2 separate regions of the Salmo salar genome follow, and region 1 is linked to region 2. A link is a contact called in public Hi-C data. All regions are on one chromosome and are shown on one strand. Each heading gives the region's core, a stretch centred on a gene start, on an enhancer-like site or on the middle of the called end of the contact. The rest is flanking DNA. Distances are from core to core; before and after follow the strand shown. Region 1 overlaps LOC106603298 (neuronal PAS domain-containing protein 2). Region 2 holds the start of LOC100194650 (ribosomal protein L36a-2).

The links. Hi-C and Micro-C count contacts between places; a contact is called where the count stands out from the background.
Region 1: a contact with region 2 is called in a Hi-C map of muscle, with 4 times the contacts expected there. The contact joins the enhancer-like site here to the promoter of LOC100194650 in region 2. A contact is called at or near these places in 2 of 3 Hi-C or Micro-C datasets (gill and muscle).

The regions. Positions count from the first base shown.
Region 1 is chrssa04:48,021,004-48,025,616 of Ssal_v3.1, reverse strand. LOC106603298 (neuronal PAS domain-containing protein 2) reads right to left here. Exons shown (of 21, transcript XM_045717031.1): 9 at 4,360-4,478; 10 at 3,246-3,328; 11 at 1,661-1,767; 12 at 1,179-1,326; 13 at 824-908; 14 at 378-507; 15 at 49-131. Among protein-coding and RNA genes, the nearest start is that of radx, 22 kb to the left of the region's middle. Within about 2 kb of position 2,831, at least 1 of the 13 cell types and tissues checked has an H3K27ac peak or open chromatin away from gene starts, as enhancers often do. A contact at or near this core is called in muscle, where this site is marked.
Region 2 is chrssa04:47,839,358-47,843,781 of Ssal_v3.1, reverse strand. It overlaps LOC100194650 (ribosomal protein L36a-2), which reads right to left and starts at 2,714. Exons shown (of 5, transcript NM_001139734.1): 1 at 2,697-2,714; 2 at 2,252-2,357; 3 at 1,581-1,648; 4 at 1,262-1,384. The coding sequence starts at 2,699.

The DNA of each region.
Region 1 (4,613 bases), core at 1,582-4,081, 180 kb before region 2:
TCTTTCACATGTATTGGTTTTTCCACTGGCATAATGAGGTGAGCTGACCTTTGCACTACTGGGTGCGAGTCTGGACAAATTCTTCTCTGTCCCAGCGATGGATGCAGACTGCCGTGATGGTGTGCAAGCATCTGTGTACCGCAAAGATGAGTTGGCTGCTGGGAAAAATGTATCAATAGGTACTGTAGAAGGTTATGCATACTTCATAATTAACCATCTAAATTCAAAATAGTATACAATAAGTAAGTGTGTGGTGGTGCAGAGTTTGGATTAGGGTGAGAGTGGTGTTGTATGGTACAGGGTTCAATTTGGAACAGACTGATCCAGTATGGGGGTATTTGGGTTAGCTGGACAAAGAGAGCAGCAGGGGGACTCACATGCCGTGTCGGACAGGGCCGTGTGGGAGGACTTCCGGGAGCTGTGGGAGGACACTGAGCGTGCCCCGCTCATCCTGTCCAGTCCGGGGGGGTCCAGATTGGGACAGATGTCCAGGTACACCTCCTGAGCCTGAAACACACAGGATAGAGGAGCATTAAGTACTGACAGCACCAAAAACAAGATTTGGAACACATCTGCTTTTTCCCTGAATTCACACAACAGCCTGACACTGGATAGCGCCGTATTTGCATGGCAATTCACCATCCCATTCAGTTCTGAACACTGACATAGGAGTGGGAAGTAAAGCACTACTGTACATGATTACTACAACTGGAACTCGACTTGGTAAAATGGCTATGCATTATGAAACTTGAATACTGTATGTTATTGTAACATTCTTCACGATTCATCATTTATGTTTGATCGTAGAGTCTCTTCTTCATACCTTCATGGATGACGAAGTGGCCATGTCAGGTGACGTCTCCTCCAAGCCAAACTCTCTCCTCCTCTCCGCTCGCACCTCCGCATAACTACAAGTCCGTGAAAGAGTGCAATAGAAAGAAAGATCAAATGTCAAATTATCTGCCCATAAGTCAAGCTTTCACATTTATATTCATCCTAAATTTACAATATCAAATAACAGACAGATACCACAGACCCCTAATTCAGTAGATAAGGTTCAATAGCTCTACACGAGACTGATCTTGAACTATAGGGAGGCGATAACTTTCTCACCATCAGGGGGCGTCAGAGTATACAATACCAAACATAACAGAGAGAGACAGAGGAATTAGGTTTACCTGACGACTGTGTGAGTGCACACTATGAACTCTGGCTTGGAGTTCCACTGGTGGTATGTAATGTAGTAGTGTGTCTGGAGCCAGATCCACTGCTGACCCTTGCTTAGAAACCGATAGTAGCAGGATTTACCCTTTCCAAACTGCATTACTGTGAAGACAACACAACACAACACAGAGGGATATTTTCAGCAGTCAGGCATATACAAACCACTACAGCACACTGCCCTAGTTCACAGTGTACAAGGTAGGAGCAGTTTGCGTCATCCTAAAACATCAGGGCAGGGGTGAAAAACTCTAAGCAGCCTCATAGTTCCAGGCTTTTTATGCTCATTGGTGAAGCAGAAATAGAAATGTAACTACAGCAGGATGACCTATTTCTGTGAAATGGCTGCCTGGATCCTGTGGTAGTGAGGGAGAGCGAGATAGGGTAGGAGAGGGGGGGGGGGGGGTGAAAGAGAGAGAACGTGGAGAGAGTTGCTTACATTGCTTATGACACCGCGCTATAAGCTCCAAGTCATCCACATGATAGTAATCATAGCCAGAAGTCCCAAGAACCTCAAAGGGCAAGTACCCGATGATTGGTGAAGCTCTGAAGAGAGACAATAATCAAGATATTAAACAACTATGTTTTATGACAACAACAGACTGGTTAAACTGGGACAACAACTACAGTTTTTATTTTGTCGGAATTTACCAATTTATAGCCTGGAGAGAATAACTTCCATAACTACCTTGACGAATACATTGAAAAATTCATAAACATTACGATTAAATAAACCTAACAAGTCTGTATTGTCTCAAGCACACAGGGCAATAGAATCTCATCTTATGCATTCAGATATAACACATTGACAGAATATCACCTCTCTAAATTGGTTAGGGCTGAGCGAGTGTGACGTTTCTCATGCCTCAAAAATGCATAAACATGGCAATGTCGTATAATCACAGCTATGATTATGACTTGATTTTGGCTCACCTGATGTGTTTCATTCATCAATGCTCAGTTAAATCCATTTAGCCTAGGCCCCCATAAGCCAAATTCTGAATGGCATGCAGGTCACATTATGGAGGCAGCCATTCTTGTAACCCAGCACATAGCACAGTAGTTTGGCAAGGAGCTGTGAATGTCCAATTATAGCTCAGCAGAGGACACAACGTACAATTTCCTCCCCTGGTTTTACCCAATAATATATAAACCCTGGATTTCTGATGCTTTGTATTGGCCAATGAGAGGCTTTGAAGCCACCGGTTCGCCATATTGGCACTCCCCAGAAGAAGCAGACGTACATAGGAATGAATGGAATTCTACAGTAATTCAATGAAATGTTTCAGAGACAAAATTACATGTATTTTTGTTGTTGTAGTGGGGACATTAACATTAGTCTTTGCAAAAAAATTATACTTTAAGGAAAATGTTTTTATATATTTGTTAATTTTCTATTTTATGTTTGACTCACATAATATATTTGAAATGTATGCATTAATGTGTCTGTAATAGAATAAACGTGAAAAAACAAATGTTAATGGATTTGATACTGCAGCGCTGGTGTCATGAATGATAGAACGTAGCAGTCTGGGCTGTTTCTTACTGGGCCGTTATCACTTGGTGTTGCAGACTAATCTTGGGGATCCCTGTCACTATCCAGGGCATGGCAGCAGGTTTAAAGGCCTTTCTGGGTGAGGAGGCCCGGCCACACGGTGGAAACTAGCACAATCAGTCAGTCACGCTACTAGCAGCAGCAGCAGTCTGCTGATCACTGAGCCTGATCACCCAAAGCCAATCAGATGGCACGTAACCAAGGGACACACAGCGTGGCAGTATGACACACCAGTTAACAGAGTTTACAAACAACAATATCATGTTAATGCCAACATAAGGAAAGGAGAGAACAGCAGTTGTCCTCTTGATTCTATGTGTTCCTGTAGTGTTAAAGATGTGCAGCCCAGAGGATGTCAGTAGATGGGCATCGATGATAGTGTAGCTTTCAATAAGGCTATGAAACTTATCAAATTAAAGACTGATAACAGATGGAAGACAAGATGTTAATGTTTCTCAGCTCCTTTTACCTGTGATCTAAGAACAGGAACTTCCATTCAAGGCTGTGTCTGGATGTGAATTCATCACAGGGACCTTCCACATTACACAAATCCTGGTCAAAGAAACAAAAATATACATTTAAGACCAGTCCTGGAATTATAAAAAGTTCTATCTGCGAAAAGTCTAGATTTGAGTTATTGAGCATCAAAGCATCAGAACTGTTTTGCAGTGATGAATTCCTCATGAAGTCCCTCACCTTAAAGGTAAGAGTACAGAGTATCAAAATCCTGGGACATTTGTAAATGTGTTTTTTTTTAGGGGAGGGGGTTGTAATTGTAACATTGTTTTTCTCAAAAGTGGATCTGGGTTGAGTAAAAAGGTTATTTCATAGAAAAGTAAAGTAATTTATAAATGAAGAGAATACACTTCTTCAAACCACATTATCAAGTACATTAATTCATGTTCACCATATATTTGTTAAAGATATAGTTCACTAAAATGACAAATAACTAGGAACATTGCTGAAGCTTACATCTGTATCAGTAAACTTAAATAATTGTCTGGTCTCTGATGCCCATAGTAAGCAAACTATTTGCTAGTTATCCATGAAATGTGCAAAGTTTATATTTTTTGGTGAAATATTCATTCTATGGGAAGTTTTCGTATTGACATATAGAACGATATCAGACAAAACAACAATTACTCTCCAATGGGCCTTGGTACCTCTCCAAGGTACCTATATTTATGTTAGCCAGAGCCATTCTTCTGCAAAACTGGTTGCAAAAGAGGGCCATCGCATAAGATATCAAGGACTTGGAAGTCAAGGACTTGGAATTATAAGGTTCTATCTTCAAAATGTATACTTCTGACATATGGAGTATTATTCAAGTCCCAGATCTCAGAACTGTTTTGTGATGTCTTACTCTTTCATGACTCAATAAGTACATGACTTTACATGCATATAATATGAAGATTCACAATGCAAAAACCTCTAAAACAGGCCTCTAAAACAGGATTTTCAAAATGTACTATTTTCTTCAACACTTTTCCACCGTTCTTTACACGTAATATCCACAAACATAAACCATCTGTATGTTCTCAAATAGAATCAGCAAAGATTTAGAAAAAGAAACATGATCTTACCTTTAAAAATTGCGGAGTGACTAATCGTACAGTGGCAACAAGGCAGACCTGCTCTTCCAGCGACGACGGCAGGGTTCTTGGTAATGTCAAATCAAACCCGTTACAAGAGGATGTAGGCACTGTGAGTCAGAAACAACAGAAACAACATTCACTTCTAAATATCTCACCAGAGGACGGATGTAGGAATAGCAAATATGAATGAACAACTACAATCCATTAGGTGTATTACAACGGTATGTTATAGACACTATGAG
Region 2 (4,424 bases), core at 1,465-3,964:
GTCACCAGCCTTTACAAAGTGTTTTGAGTCTTCTGGAGGGAGATCTGACCGAACAAGAGCCATGGAACGGTGATGTCCCATTAGACACCTGGCGCGCTACTTCATGTTGGGTACCCTCGTTCCAATACGTTATAAAAGAGTATGCATTCGTCCACCTTGAATATTATTCATGTTCTGGTTAAAAAAGGCCCTAATGATTTATGCTATACAACGTTTGACATGTTTGAACGAACGGAAATATATTTTTTCCCCTCGTTCATGACGAGAAGTCCGGCTGGCTTACATCATGTGCTAACGAGACGGAGATTTTTGGACATAAATGATGAGCTTTTTTGAACAAAACTACATTCGTTATGGACCTGTGATACCTGGAAGTGACATCTGATGAAGAGAATCAAAGGTAATGGATTATTTACATAGTATTTTCGATTTTAGATCTCCCCAACATGACGTCTAGTCTGTATCGCAACGCGTATTTTTCTGGGCGCAGTGCTCAGATTATTGCAAAGTGTGATTTCCCAGTAAGGTTATTTTTAAATCTGGCAAGTTGATTGCGTTCAAGAGATGTAAATCTATAATTCTTTAAATGACAATATAATATTTTAACAATGTTTTCTAATTTTAATTATTTAATTTCTGACGCTGACTTGACTGCCGGTTATTGGAGGGAAACGATTTCCTCAACATCAATGCCATAGTAAAACGCTGTTTTTGGATATAAAAATGAACTTGATAGAACTAAAAATGCATGCATTGTCTAACATAATGTCCTAGGAGTGTCATCTGATGGAGATTGTAAAAGGTTAGTGCATCATTTTAGCTGGTTTTATGGTTTTGGTGACCCTGTCTTTGACTTGACAAAACATTACACACAACTCTTGTAAATGTACTGTCCTAACATACTCTAAATTTATGCTTTCGCCGTAAAACCTTTTTGAAATCGTAAAACGTGGTTAGATTAAGGAGATGTTTATCTTTCAAATGGTGTAACATAGTTGTATTTTTGAAAATTTTTAATTTTGACATTTATTTGGATTCAAATTTGCCGCTCTTGAAATGCACCTGCTGTTGATGGAGTGCACCACGGGTGGCACGCTAGCGTCCCACCTAGCCCCAAGAGGTTAACTCAATCGTATTAGTGTCAATCTCATTAAAACCACCGTCTGCCTATTCCCTTATTTCCAAGCAATGCTCTCCATTAGGCTTCGAGTAGAAGCCAAGTTTGCTGGCTCTCAAAACTGAGGAGAACCAGTATGTTTACCTTTCTCTTCTTGTCTCCTCCCAGTTCAAAGTGTTTGCATCTCTTGATGGGCACCATTCTCTTCTGCCGACAGTTGGGCTCCACACACTCCAGCCTCAACACGATCTTCTTTGTAGTTTTAGCCTGCGGGAGAAATCACAAGTGTTTGAGCAAGTAACATAAAAAGATGGAAATGATTTATGTGCTGACTAGTAGACTGAGTATTGACATGGAAACTAAAACAGAAGACAGTGGCAATTTGCAAACAAACATGTCCCATCTGTAGGAGGGGAAGACAAGTTGAATTTGTAAATCTTTTCTCATTATGATTCTTCCATACCTTCTTCCTGAAAATAGGCTTGGTCTGGCCACCATAACCAGATTGCTTTCTGTCATATCTCCTTTTGCCTGAAAGACAGTTACCTGATAAATGCATGGAAGGTCGATACCACACATAATAAATACATGTGAATGTTCAAGCAGACAGGGAAAGCGAAGTAACGTTAGACCAAAGATTTTTTATAACTAAACCAAGATAGACCACAGCCTGTCGTTTCCAATGGGAACAAATTAATCATATTTGGCATATTCAAGGAGGGCAGAGCCAAGCAGATCCTACTGGCCCTTTCTAGCATGCATCTGCATATATCCATTAGGGACTGCCTACCCTGTGAGGTGCATGTGCAATAACTCAATTTGCCTTCGCACTTCTAAATAACACTTTTTTACTTTGGCAAAAGGTAAAGTACACAAAATGTAGTCGACTCTGTTCATAACAGATTATAGTTGTGGGAACAGATAACTACTATTGAAGTCAAATGTTTCATGGATGAGAATTTTCAGGATGTCGGCCAGGCCAATTTCCATCTTCTCCCACTGCAGGCCACTGGGCTTCCTCTCAGTGCCATATTTGGTAGTGAGTGGAAACAAAATGCGGATGATTCACATTTATACATCCTGTGAAATATCTGCCTCATTGTTCTATATGTGGTTAGACTATAGCAAACTTACCCTGTGCATACAGAGAATCCTTCCCCTTCTTGTACTGGGTAACTTTGTGAGTTTGATGTTTCTTACATTTCTTGCAGTAAGTCCTGCGGGTCTTCGGTACGTTTACCTAGATACATGATACAAAACGAAGTAAATGACTGTACCAAAGATACTATAGTTAAGGCTTCTCTCCGCTGTAACATATGCTCCGTTGCGTTTTAGCAACTTCAGTAACGTTAGCTAGTTGCCAAGTAGCTAAACCACATTGCATTGGAAGTGTTTGCTAAACTAACGTTCGCTAGCTAATTCCTGTTAATAGGCTCTTGGGCCACAATCAACTGGCTCGTATGAAACGTGAGGGAGAACAATAGTTGCAACACATTATCTCCTACATACAATATAAACTATCTTAAATACATTTAAATAGTTTCAGATTACAAATTAGCAATTGGTGGCGATAACGTACCATGACTGCACACTCTTGATGCAGGAGGTCAAAGGAAGAAAAATAAGTCAGGAGACCGCATGGAGATGAAACCGGAAATGCGTGTGTGAGCTGGACAGAAGAGATCTGTGCAATGCAATAGTGCCGTCCTGTGGATTAAGTCCGCCTAGCAGAAGAGAAAATCATTTCATGGAAAGTACTGGCAGAGTTTCTAAACCATACTAAACCATATTTGTTACAGGTAAGTGGTTTTTATGGCTTTTCCCAGTTAACAGATGTAAGAATGAAGAAATTACTTGTAAGCCTACATTGTGACAATGAAATATGACTTTCATTTACTGAAACCATTACTGAGATACTAGAATATGTAATATTGACATAAATAACTGCATGTGGAAATTTACTGTTGTGGAAAATAATTATGTTAGAGAGAAACATTGAATTATGAATGTATTAATTATTGAAAATGTCAAAAATATTAACATCATGAAATATTACGTCAACATAGACAGACTGCCCTGATACCATAAAACAACACATCAGATTTCCATCCAGTAACGTTAGACTGATTTTGTAAAACGGAGTCATGATTCTCATCATTAGCCTGTTTATTCATTTCAATGTGTATTAACCCATTCACGTCCTTGTACGGCATTTAATACAATATCAAAATGCACCACTGAACAAATTATGTTTGGTGTTATTGCATGAAATTTGGTGTCAACATAGTACAAGTGTCTACACAGGCCACATTGAAATATTTAGATAATGACAATCATTCTTCTACTGTCAATCAAAGTTGGGACTTTGAGAACATTTTTTAAAAATCATTAAAATGACTTCAGCATATGTATTTTAAAATACTTTTCAGAATGTATTTGTTTAAAATCATAGTATTGTTATTTGACCTGTGCCAATTATGATTTAACACGTTGTTTGAACTACAGCTGTTTCTATATTTTACTATATTTAGTCTTTGGACACATGAGGTCAATGTTTTTTTTACACATTTCACACATCAAGTGAAGTGAATACACGTTCAAATAATCAGATCTTAATCATTTTTGGTATATAGATTGTCCAGACCGATACACTGAGTTAACAAAACATTAGGAACACCCGCTCTTTCCATGACATAGCTTTCACCTGGATTCACATGGTCAGTCTATGTTCCCTTATTGATGACACCTGTTAAATACACTTCAAATCAATGGAGATGAAGGGGAGGTGACAGGCATTGAGACATGGATTGTGTATGTATGCCATTCAGAGAGTGCTTTTGAACGGGGTGTGGTAGTAGGTGGAAGGCGCACCGGTTTCAGTGTGTCAAGAATTGGGTTTTTCACGCTTAGTAGTTATCTGTGTGTATCAAGAATGGTCCACCACCCAAAGGACATCCAGACAACTTGACACAACAGTGGGAAGTATTGGAGTCAACATTGGCCAGCATCCCTGTTGAATGCTTTCGATGAACTTTTGACGAATTGAGGCTGTTCTGAGGGCAAAAGGGGGTGCAGCGCAATATTAGGAAGGTGTTCCTAATGTTTTGTACACTGTGTAGATTTCTCCTATTTCACGCATTTGTAGAACTTTGGCTACCAGCTTTGTGCACGACCTCAAGATGTTCTTTGAAGTTTGATGTGGTGTTTCCGGACGAACTTTCCAGAGTTTGTATTTGACTGATCTCCTCGATTAAACAAAAAATAATGGGAGCATTTCCACAAGGAAAAGGTTAAACAGGGTAACAGC